Regions from separate parts of the Mus musculus genome. Here all the other regions are linked to region 1. The links are chromatin contacts, called in public promoter capture Hi-C maps. All regions are on one chromosome and are shown on one strand. The core of a region is the stretch at or near the end of the contact, and the rest is flanking DNA. Distances in the headings are between cores, read along the strand shown.

Region 1 (2,700 bases), core at 177-2,676:
GGAAGCTTCATAGTGTGCCCTAAAGATCCGGAATAACGGCTGCCATTGAAAACAGCAGTGTTTGACCCATTAGAACTGCGACTATGAAGTCCTTATTGTATAGCTATAAATAGCATCCTATACATATACAGAGCTACTCATTTGGCTCTCAGGCATTTTCCCGATGTTTCCCCATATGAGCTAATGGCAGGTATGTGACAATGTTGTCACTGAATGTGAGCATTTTATAGATTTCATATGGTGTTTTGTAAGATGTAACTCTTCTAAATAAACCAGTCTACTTAATGACAAACTGTATTTTACTTTGTAAAATATTTTCTTATTTCTGTTTATATTTTACAAAAGTGCCTAGTTGACTAACTAAGCTAAGAGCGGTTAACAAGTACACATTTATCTAATAAGGAAACCTATGACACTGTTATTTCCAAATCAGCAAAGTGGACTAGTCCTGGAGCCTGTATATGAGCTCCAAAACGAGGATGTTGATACAGTCTTGGTCTCCCTAGATCCGAAGCTCCACTGCACCCATGTCTGTTCATCTTCTTTATATCCACACTTCCCTCCATTCTACCTATTTTAAACTATAACTGTTCCCACTGAAGGAACTATCAGAACTGAACATTCAGATTATACTCCTAGGCCTACAGGGAATCTAGGAAACTGGGCAGGCCAGTGAAAGAGATCCTCGCTGTTTCAGTCATACAGATCTCCCTCCAGGCAGCACCCTGGCAGACGGGAACCAGGTGGGGGACGCCGGCCTCTCCAGGCTCCGCAAAGCCGCCTCCTCCCACAAGTCCCCGGAGGCCGGGCGTCGCGGGAAGCCGGCCTCGGGCTCCGGCGGTTGCGCCTAGGGAGGCCCGCGGGAAAGCATCATGAGGGACGACTCAGGGCCTCCGCTGGAGGAGGACCAAGCGGTGAGCGACGAGGGGCGCCTGGCCCGGAGTGTGGCGAAGTGGAGGTGTCCTAACCAGCAGTGACCACCGCCGAGCCGGGAATCTGGGGACAGCACTGCCCGAGGGGTGCGGCGGGGGCGGACCGGGGCTGTACATCAGGGCGGGCCCCGCAAAAGGCGATCAGGTCCACCCAACATCCGGGCGCCCTAGTCAGCGTTGCCATGGCGACGCCTCCGGGCGGCTCTCGGTCAGAGAGGAGGATGTTCCGGTGGGGAGTTTGAATACGAGTCTGGTCCCGCCGTGCCCACCCCCACGCAAACCACGATGACCTCCCGGGAAACTGTGGGTGAACCCCCTCCGCTCCTGGGGACGCCGGCCGACGCTGAGGTTTTCCTAGTTCGAAGGGGTCAGATTGGGTTCGGCTCCGGTAGCCCCAATACCTCCCGTGGGACGGGTGGGGACGCTCCGGGCCCAGCAGCCATGAGGCGCAGCCCGATGACGCTCTGCGCCTGCGCGCCTGGGCAGGAGGGGCGGGGCGGGCCGGACCGGGGCGGGGCGGGCGGCTGTGGTGCCCTGAGCTCTGCTGCGGTCCCTGGAGACGTGATGGGGAAGAAGCAGGTGGTTAGCGAGCCTCAGGTACTTTTGAGCTGTTGGGAATTTAGTCTCCGCCTGTTCAGCGGTTCTTCTTTTGAGGGGCTTAGAGGTGCGGTTTCTAGATGGGTGAGATGGTTCATTTTTGCGGGACTTTTGAAATACCAAGAGGACTGGGTCCCACTTTCATAGCATCTTGAGAATAGTAGTGCTTTTGTAGGACCACCATTCTATTCCAGTTGTCATTTTGACTGCTGGATTCCATTAGGACATCGTCAGTGTCCTAATTTTGTAGCATTCTCACGAATTTGTTTGAGTGAATACAACCATGGATTGCGAAATGGGACAAGCAAGAATATCTAAAATGTGAGCCTTTGGAATCAGTGCCTTCCATAAGCAGCATGAAATACCCGAGCTAATAAATCGACGTCTAGGCACTGCTCTTAGAGATCAATTCTTTTAAAGGTGTATTTGTAGCCGGACAGTGGTGGCGCACGCCTTTAATCCCAGCACTTGGAAGGCAGAGGCAGGTGGATTTCTGAGTTCAAGGCCAGCCTGGTCTATAGAGTGAGTTCCAGGACAGCCAGGGCTATACAGAGAAACCCCGTCTCAAAAAAACCAAAAAAAAAAAATGTATTTGTTTTGAGTGTTTTGCCAATATATGAACCACTTGTGTGCCTGTTGCTCACAGAAACCTGAAGAGGCTGTCCATTTCCCTGGAACTGGAATTACTGGTGCTTTGTGGGTGCTGGGAACTAAACCCAGGTCTGCTGCATGAGCAGTAACTGCTCTTAATGGCTAAGCCATCTATTTTGAAAATTTTCAGAATGCTTAACTAATGCTTCCTGAGCTTGCAAGCAGGACTTTTCTTAAGTAAGAACAGGGTAAACTACACCAGCCCCAAATACTTCCTGTTCTAAAATATGTTACCTATTTCTATTTAAAGTAACTTAAAAAAAAAGCATGTTACTCTGTGGCATAAAACCTTAGTTGGCTTCCTAGTTAATAGAACTAAATCCGTATTCCTTCTGCTAGTCTGCGAGGTCATAGTTAATCTGACGTCTGCCTTCTGTCCTGTGTCACTGGTTTCTGCCTGGCTGCTCTTTACCTGGAGCCCTTCATGCCCTGTCTTTCTTGAAAGCCTTAACATGTGCTCCTCATTCCCTGTAAATTTGGCACCTTTGTCAGGAAGGGCTCAGCTCAGATAACATCAAAG
Region 2 (2,700 bases), core at 156-2,655, 1.1 Mb after region 1:
ATCTCAGTGTTCCTTTTATGTCCATCACAAAAATCCCTAGATTCCACAAGATTCCTCATTATCTTTACCTTCCTCACCCTAACTGCCCTCCAACTCTTCCCAACCCGGAAGCGGTCCTATAGTAGGCTACAAAGTGACCTAGTCAGGTACCTGCAATTCTCAATCTATACATAGTCTGCAGATCTAGTATAAGGATCCAATGAAAAGATTCTTATTTATCTAGGCATCCCTAACGCCATCACAAACATCTTCACGGAGAAGAGCAGAGATTAGGGTAATGCTGACAGGCAGAAGTTTCTATTAAATGTGTTTTCTGCTGAACTCTTAGTGCCTGGCACATAGCAGCTCCTTGGATAAACATTTCTAATAGAAATATATATGAACACATGAAAGAACTTCTCAGTAGAAAAAAAATCTGCCCAATGTTGAAATGGTCATGTTTGAAAGCATTGAGCAGATGTGGAAAGCTGTTAAGCAAATGACCGAGAAGATGGTTGGGGGCGGGGGGCGAATTTCTGCAACGGGGAGGAAGTTCACTAGGAACGTTTCAACAGTAAAGTTCAACTGTTCTAAAGTTTCGCCCCCCCCCCCCACCAAAAACAAACAAACAAACCATAAAACCGCAGGGAAGCTGGTAGGCTAATTGCAGGTTTTCACCTCACAATCTGAGCAGGGAAACAAGGAGGCTAGCTGCAGATCTTCAACTTTCCCTCCAGTCCAATCCCCCGTCTCATCCACAGCCCTGTGGCAGACCTTCTACTGTGACCTCTTCTCATTCTTTGATCCCACTTCTGAGGGGGGCGGGAATAAACAGATCCTGATGACACACCCTGCTTTCCTCCCTCCTGTGGACCCCCATGCCACGCCCTAGCATATAGCACATCTCCATTTCTAAGTGTCAGCTCCCAATACCCAGATCCCGGCCAAGCTATTAGTTCTCTGTTCGAAACAAGCCTGGCAGAAGCCCTACCCTGGAGATGCGTGTAGGTGCATCCTTACCTACACGAAAGCAGCCGTTTCAGACCTGGTCACAAGGACCTAGATCCCTTTCCCTCCAGGTACTGACCTGAAAACTAGTGGCGACCCCTCGCCCAGCTGGGAGCTCAAAGTCAGAACAGAGGTTACCGCCCCGATCCGAAGGCGGCTCCGCGTCCCGGCTCCGCGTCCCGGCCCTGCAAGCCGACGCGCGGCGGCGAGGACTGAGGCGCCAGGAGTGGCTACCGAGAAGGGTTCCGGCTTCGCAGGCCTTGCTGGCCGCGCTGGCCTCGTCCACGCCTACCAGCGACCCCTTCAGCTGTGGGTGCCCACACTTGCCAGGGAAGCGCGACAATCCGCGAAGACCAGGATTCAGGTTTAAACTGCGCGGCAGTTAGCGTTTATGCTCCAGCCAATCAGATTCCGAGAAGGCGGCGCAAAGATGCGCTGCCACCCGGAAGTGGAAGACGGAAGGGGCGGGACGTACTGGAGAGGGTCGAGTGGGCGTGGCTGGGTGAGCCGGGCGGGCTGCAGCGAGCGTGAAAAGGTTCTCCTTGCCTCTCTGAGCTTCTGGTAGCCATTTCCACCAGCCCTGACAGAGAGGGCCATTCACCACGGATAAAGGGACACTCTGAGGGTTGGCAGGCACCTCTAGTCCTTCGCAGGGCTTTGTGTTGTTCACTGTGTGATTATTTGTCTGCATCCAGTTTCTGCATTCTTGCCTTCCAATTGTGATCCTTGCTTCTTTACACTTCACTTAAAAGCCTTTCTCAATTTTGCACTTGGAAGTGCTGCAATGATACTCCATTTTAGCAGAGTACACAGAGTGGCATTTTAAACTATTTCAACTATATTTTAAAATGTGTTAGTCTTATTTTTCAAGTCAGTTTGGTTCTTTTTACAAAAGGTTAATAATAATATATATATGTAGAATTTCGAGAAACGATATTTTAAAAAACTGCTCTGTTCCATCATATTAAAAATACAAATAGAAGCCAGGCAGTGATGGTGCATACCTTTAATACCAGCACTTGGGAACCTTTAATACCAGCACTTGGGAGGCAGAGGCAGGCAAATTTCTGAGTTCGAGGCCAGTCTTGTCTACAGAGTGAGTTCCAGGACAGCCAGGGCTACACAGAGAAACCCTGTCTTGAAAAACCTAAATAAATAAATAAATACTACAAATATGGCATTTAGAGGTCATGAGCATTTGTTGCAAAGGACCCAGGTTTAGTTATCAGCACTCACATGGTGGCTCACAGCCATCTGTAACTCCAATTCTGGGGAATCTTATGTCCTCTTCTGGCCTCTGCAGGCACCAGATATGCATATGGTGTACATACATACATGCATGCGTACATTCGGGCAAAATATACATATAAAATAATAAATCTTTTAAAAAGAACCTTGTCATCCCTAGGTGGGGCAGTCTCTGGATGGCCTTTCCTTCATTCTCTGCTCCACACTTTGCCTCTGTATTTCCTCCTGTGAGTAGCCTGTTTCCCCTGCTAAGAAGCACTGGAGCACTTTGGTCTTCCTTCTTCTTGAGCTTCATGTGGTCTGTGAATTGTATCTTGGGTATTCTGAGCTTCTGGGCTAATATCTACTTGTCAGTGAGTGTGTACCATGTGTGATCTTTTGTGACTGGGTTACCTCACTCAGGTTTTCTAGTTCCATCCATTTGTCTAAGAATTTCATGAAGTCATTGTTTTTAAATAGCTGAGT
Region 3 (2,700 bases), core at 140-2,639, 1.7 Mb after region 1:
AGCCACCATCACCACCACCACCACCACCACCACCACTGGAAGGCATGAAGTAGTTGGTCACAAGTCGCAGGAAGCAGAAGCAACACACTTGTTTTCAATCTGGGAATAAAGGCACCAAAATGAGATTTTCTTGAACCTAAATTTGGGTTTTTGCTAGTTTCCATTAGCAGTCAACTAGTCAAGTCAACTGATTTGAGAGAAAACAGCAAGAGAAAATAGATTTTTTGGTGTATCATTTTAAAGCACCAATTTCAAAACAATAACAGTTTTCTAGTATGAGGAAACCATCTAGCTATATTCTAACTTGAATATCTACCCTAGTGCTAACAACGCTCTGGGATAATTGATTTTCAATGTAAATGCCAACTGTATCTGCGCTGTCCAACGGGGTACAAGCAAGTCACCTGTGGTGACTCAACACTTGGCAATACAACTAGTGAGACAGAGAACGCTGCCTTTTCATTTTAACTTGTTCAGATACTCTCACGCGGCTAATGTATCCACTGCACGATGCAGTTTTACATTAAAACCCAGCTTCCAGGACAGCTTCAGCAAAGACGTATGTCTGCAGCTATAAAAACCAGTAACAGGAAGCACACAGATGAGTTGAATTCAAATGGGCCTCTCAGTATCATTAGCATTCTTGACGATTGCATCCCTTCCACTGCTGTGTTTTAGGGTTACTGGAAAGGTCACTTTAGCAACGGATGTATTTTATTTGGTCAGTCAGCGTTTTCTAAACAGTCCAGTGCCCAGCACACACACAGTCCTCTGAGAGCAGGCTGGAGCTGTGCGTGGCTGTCCCACTCCCTGTCGCGCCTCTCCTTCCACCCAGTGGCACCTGGACTGACAGCCGCTCTCTGGAGACCGTGGCCCTCCAAGGCCCCTTCCCCGGATGGGGCTCTGGCAGGAACGGGGGCGCGCCCCGCACCCCCATCGTATGAGAACCCGTGTGGGCGTGTCGGGGAGGCCTGGCCCCGCGTTACCTGCACGTCCCCAGGGAAGTAGAGGACGTGGTGCCGCTGCTCCGGGGAATCTCCTTCCCGGGATGTCAGCAGGAGCAGTTCGTTGCTGCGCTGCGGGTCGGAGCCCGGCACCGTGGAGCGCTGCAGACGGTGGCTGTCCTCCGGGGAGCCCCGCTCACCGCCGCCCGGGTTCATGGCTCGGGTCTGCAGGCGGGACGCGGAGTCTCCGGAAGCGAGCAGCGGCCGCAGCAGCAGCAGCACCAGCGCGGGGGACCGCAGACGCCGCGACCCCAGCATGGGCTCGAGCCGCCAGGGCCGCTCACCCGGCAGCGAGGGCGGGGCCTCGGCTGCCCAACGGCTTCGGTCGCCGTGACGTCAGCACGCCGCGTGCGTCCGGAGGGAGGGGGAGCGGAGGGCGCGGCTGGAGGAAGGACGTTTGTGGTTGGCGGACTCAGCCCCGGCCGGGAAGTTCGAACGGACGTGGAAGAGCCCGCAGGTTGGGCCCATGCACAGCAGCAGCTGCTCAGGGTCAGAGTTTCCTCGGGTTCTGTATAAAAGCTTTGGTAGGTTCATCCTCACGGTGAAGATGTGTCTTTGTTAATTTAGTCCAAGGTAAAGAAGAATGGTTCTGAAAGTCTTGTACTTGCTCAGAATGAAAAGAATCCCCTATGTCCCGAAGTTACCTAGTTAGGGAATTTCTGGCTCCACACCAAGTCTAGCACATTCCTAGTTGGTAGAGAGAGAGAGCTGGACACTTACCTTAGGGAAGATAGAGAAAAGGCCTACTTGTTCACACATTTACTGTAGGGGTGTTTACAGCTTATCGAATTTCCGATTTAGGGTTTTGAAACCACGTTGAAAAGTATAGGAAAGTCGTGGAAATAGCAACTTCTTACTTAAAGTTGTGTAGAAATAGGACTGGGCCAAATTTATGCTAAAGGTGGGAAAAGTGAATCTTGTTTTAACATTGTGTGTGCACATCGGACACGCACATGCATCTGTTTGCTGCTGTGGGCTTGAAGTGACTTTGGGTGTAAAGGAGATTCCTGGAAAGAAGTTGAAACTTGAAGTTTCTGCAGGAGTGATTAGCTGATTAGAACTTAAATGACTGGGGAGAAATTATGTTGTAAGTTCAAACCCTGATTAAAAATTATCTTGAGCTGTCTTTCGCTCTTTTAATTAATAGCCTTTCCTAGCTAACCTGTGTACCTAAACAGCCAGCATACTAGTGAGTATCAGATGAAACCTTTGAAATGTATTAGCTTAGCTTCCACCAGCCCAGAAGCTAAGACTTATATTAGAGGCCTATAGCAGAAATTTTCTGTCTGTTATCTTATTTTCAAAGTCTTAAATTATATAATATTTTCTATTTTGATACTGTAAAACTTGAGCTAACTGATATGTGGCTCATCTTTAAGGTGAGAGCAGTTTTTTTGTATCACAGTACATTCCTCACACTCCATCTTTTAAAATTTTTTATTGATTAGTTTATTGTTTGACAGCATCTTGCTGAACCTGAAGCTCATGGATTAGGCTAGACTGGGCTAGCCAAGAAGCCCCCAATGGTTTGCCTGTTTCTAACTTCCCAGCTACTGGGTTCTCTGTTTTGTGGATGCTGGGGATCCAATTCAGCCCCCATGCTTTGGGGAAAGAGGCAGGCACCTTACCAACTAGGTCATATCCCAAGCCTTATTCTAATTTTAAATTTCTTGTATTTGTTAACAAAGTATAATTG
Region 4 (2,700 bases), core at 29-2,528, 1.1 Mb after region 1:
CCCAAAGAGGAGGAAGAGGAGGCAGCCATGGGCTTTCTACAGTCCATGATCTAAGAATACATACTACATATTTTAATGTTACAAAAAAAAAAGAAATCTCATTTTGAAGAATATTTCCTGACTCATGCAATAAGAAAATTTACTTTCACTGCCCATATAAAGCTGAAATACAGCACTGCTCAATTCAGTTTCTTTCATTGTCTATGTCTACTTTCACACCACACTAGGAAAGCTGATCGATCAGCTATGCTTAAAATGCAGAATTTTTTTTTTCCCAGATAAGATAGGTGAGGCAAATGCCTACATGTGTCTACGTGGGCATTTGGAGAGAGGACTACTGTTAGGGAAATACTACTTTGAATTGGCTAGCGTCATCCCATGGGTTGGGACTCTATGCTCCCTGCTGTTAGGAACTGATACCTTTGAAACTCAGGGCCAAAATAAACCCTCACTCCTTTAAGTTGTGTGTGTCAGGTCTTTTGGTTACAGTGATTAAAAATACTAAAATGTAAACTATTGACACTGTCTTGGCCAGCGCTCCATTCTCAGAGCCTGGTCTCTATCCTGTGAGAAATCACGGCAGCTTGAACAAACCTTCCCTGTCTCCCAAGACTTTTTAGCTGAAGGGCAGGCTGCCATACTTCTGGCTGGCTTCTTTCCTAAGACCTGTAAAAGAGGACTTTAGAATCTAGTAAGGAGCGAAGTGCCCGGAAAACAGGACTGTTTCACTCATCTTGAAATACATAGCCCTATACAGTTGGAAGATTTAAGTGTTATGGGGGTTTTATTAAGAAGAAATTAAATAGTTCTACAAGCGACTTAATACAGTGCTGGGTGTGCAAGAATGTTGAATGGAGGGTTGTCCTCCCTCCTCGGTTTTCCTTCCTGTAACAAGAATAAAACTACCATCTTAATTCTGATGTATGAAATTTCCAAAGATTTAATAAATATTTTTAGAAACCAACCACCATCTTTTACAGGTATAAAGTGTGCCTTGTGGAAAAGCTTTGCACGCCACAAACTATGCAAATGGGTAGATCCAAGTTCTAATATGTTAATGGAGTAGCTTCCCCTGGGGCTGGAAAACATCCTGTTCCACCAGAGGGGCCTAGACTCCGGGAAAATTCAGGAACGTTCTTGGGGCGTGGCCACCGCCGTCCCGTGGGCGGGGCGGGTCCGGGGCGAGGCCTCCCTTTTGGCGCACTGCACGTTGGGACCGCACGGGGGCGCCGCGGGTTGCTCCGCTCTACCAATCGTGGAGCATCCGAGTAGGCGACGGCTTACTTCCGCGTCCGGGCCCGGCTGCGTTGGGCGGCTGCGCCCAGGGACTGGCGGCCGCAGGTCAGTAAGCAGTCGCCGCTCCGCCCGCCGGTGTGGAGGAACCGGGCTCCGGGTGGGTGGCGGGCCCCGAAGCCTTGCGGGGCATCCTGAGGGAGGCCCCGGCCGGCCTCTCTGATGAAACGGGCGCTTTGGGTACCAGGCTTCGTTGTAGACCGAATTGGGGTCCGCTGGCCCAGGAAGACTTTGGCGGGGCCTGGTGATTCCCCATCTTTCCCGGTTTTGTCCAGCCGTGGCGAAGGGGCGTGAGCCCCATGAGCTGTGTTTCTCAAAAGTGTAGTCGGCGCCCGTCCCCACCTCTCAGACTTTGTGAATCAGACCCTGATGTGGCCGGGAGTCTGCCTTTTCAGCAGACATCCTCGACGGTTTGGTGCATCGTGCGGGAACCCTGCCTTCTCACAACAGAGTCCTCAGTGGGTGCATCGAGGAGTGTCATCACGGGGCCTGGCCTTGGGCTGCGGTCCCCAAATGGCAGCTGATAGTCAGTGAAGGGCCTAAACCAGGTGGAAGTTGTGTTAAAGGGATGGTCTGTGGGAGCATCCGTGAGAACCTGAAGCTGGCCCTTCTGGTTCACCTGGCTGCCCTGGGTTGTGACAGGCTCCACTGCTTATTATCAGGCAAGTCTGTGTAGACACCACACACATCAGTGAATTTTTTGCCCCTAGTGTTCTGTGTTAGTAGGGACAGTAAAATTTGTATGATAAAGTTTTTCTATGAATTAGGTAATGTTTCTTCACAGTGTCAGATACACAATAAGCATTCAGTAAATGGAGATTACTAAGAATGGCAGTGCCTTTGCTTTTATTGGGCTTATGGACAAAATAAAAATTAAAAAAAAATAGAGATTTAAACACATGGTGTAAGATCTGTATGAGAGTTTGTTGTGCAGGGGTACCAATTCCGCGCAGAAAGATCTTGCAAGAGATGAATCTTTATGTACGAACATGAGAAAATTCTAGAGAGCAGGTGTCTGTGAACAGTGTGAACCAGTTGGTTGCTCTGCTTCATGATTGGTTAGAGTGCTACTTCCAGGACTTTAAGGCAGCAGGAGGTCACGCCAGTAAGTGTTTTTGGAGGCCTGGACCTTGTTGGGTTCCTAATGAATTTTGTCTATTGTCCTTTTCTCAGATTCATAATGGCATATGGTGAAGTTGGTGTCTGTGGGGAAGGATTTTAGTTGATCATTTAGTAACACTGAATTGGCATGGATTCAGTTGAGTTTAGCAGTAAGTTTTTCACTTACTATGAAAGTGTAGAAGCTGCAGATTTCCAGGGGTGAGGATCTTAAACTTTGTCTTTTAGCCCGTTTCAGATTCCATAGAGAGCTCTTCCCCACAACCTTGTCCGTTTTAAAGCGAAGGA

Evidence for each region. Promoter capture Hi-C pulls out the DNA fragments that hold promoters and counts their contacts.
Region 2: a contact with region 1 is called in a promoter capture Hi-C map of pre-B cells, with 2.0 times the contacts expected there. The contact joins the promoter of Sgo2a here to the promoter of Tmem237 in region 1.
Region 3: a promoter capture Hi-C map of pre-B cells shows a contact between it and region 1, with 2.1 times the contacts expected there. The contact joins the promoter of 4930558J18Rik here to the promoter of Tmem237 in region 1. A contact is called at or near these places in 1 of 39 promoter capture datasets (pre-B cells), 1 of 484 Hi-C or Micro-C datasets (muscle stem cells) and 1 of 9 other capture datasets (liver).
Region 4: a contact with region 1 is called in a promoter capture Hi-C map of pre-B cells, with 4 times the contacts expected there. The contact joins the promoter of Kctd18 here to the promoter of Tmem237 in region 1.

The regions. Positions count from the first base shown.
Region 1 is chr1:59,118,532-59,121,231 of GRCm38.p6, reverse strand. Tmem237 (transmembrane protein 237) reads left to right here and starts at 1,426. Exons shown (of 13, transcript NM_001037812.3): 1 at 1,426-1,529. The coding sequence starts at 1,497. Mpp4 (membrane protein, palmitoylated 4 (MAGUK p55 subfamily member 4)) reads left to right here. Exons shown (of 22, transcript NM_145143.3): 22 at 1-297.
Region 2 is chr1:57,994,679-57,997,378 of GRCm38.p6, reverse strand. It overlaps Sgo2a (shugoshin 2A), which reads right to left and starts at 1,405. Exons shown (of 9, transcript NM_199007.2): 1 at 1,067-1,405.
Region 3 is chr1:57,376,233-57,378,932 of GRCm38.p6, reverse strand. It overlaps 4930558J18Rik (RIKEN cDNA 4930558J18 gene), which reads left to right and starts at 1,389. Exons shown (of 4, transcript NR_037999.1): 1 at 1,389-1,528. It overlaps 1700066M21Rik (RIKEN cDNA 1700066M21 gene), which reads right to left and starts at 1,313. Exons shown (of 2, transcript NM_028546.1): 1 at 987-1,313. The coding sequence starts at 1,262.
Region 4 is chr1:57,968,662-57,971,361 of GRCm38.p6, reverse strand. Kctd18 (potassium channel tetramerisation domain containing 18) reads left to right here and starts at 1,278. Exons shown (of 7, transcript NM_001159864.1): 1 at 1,278-1,341.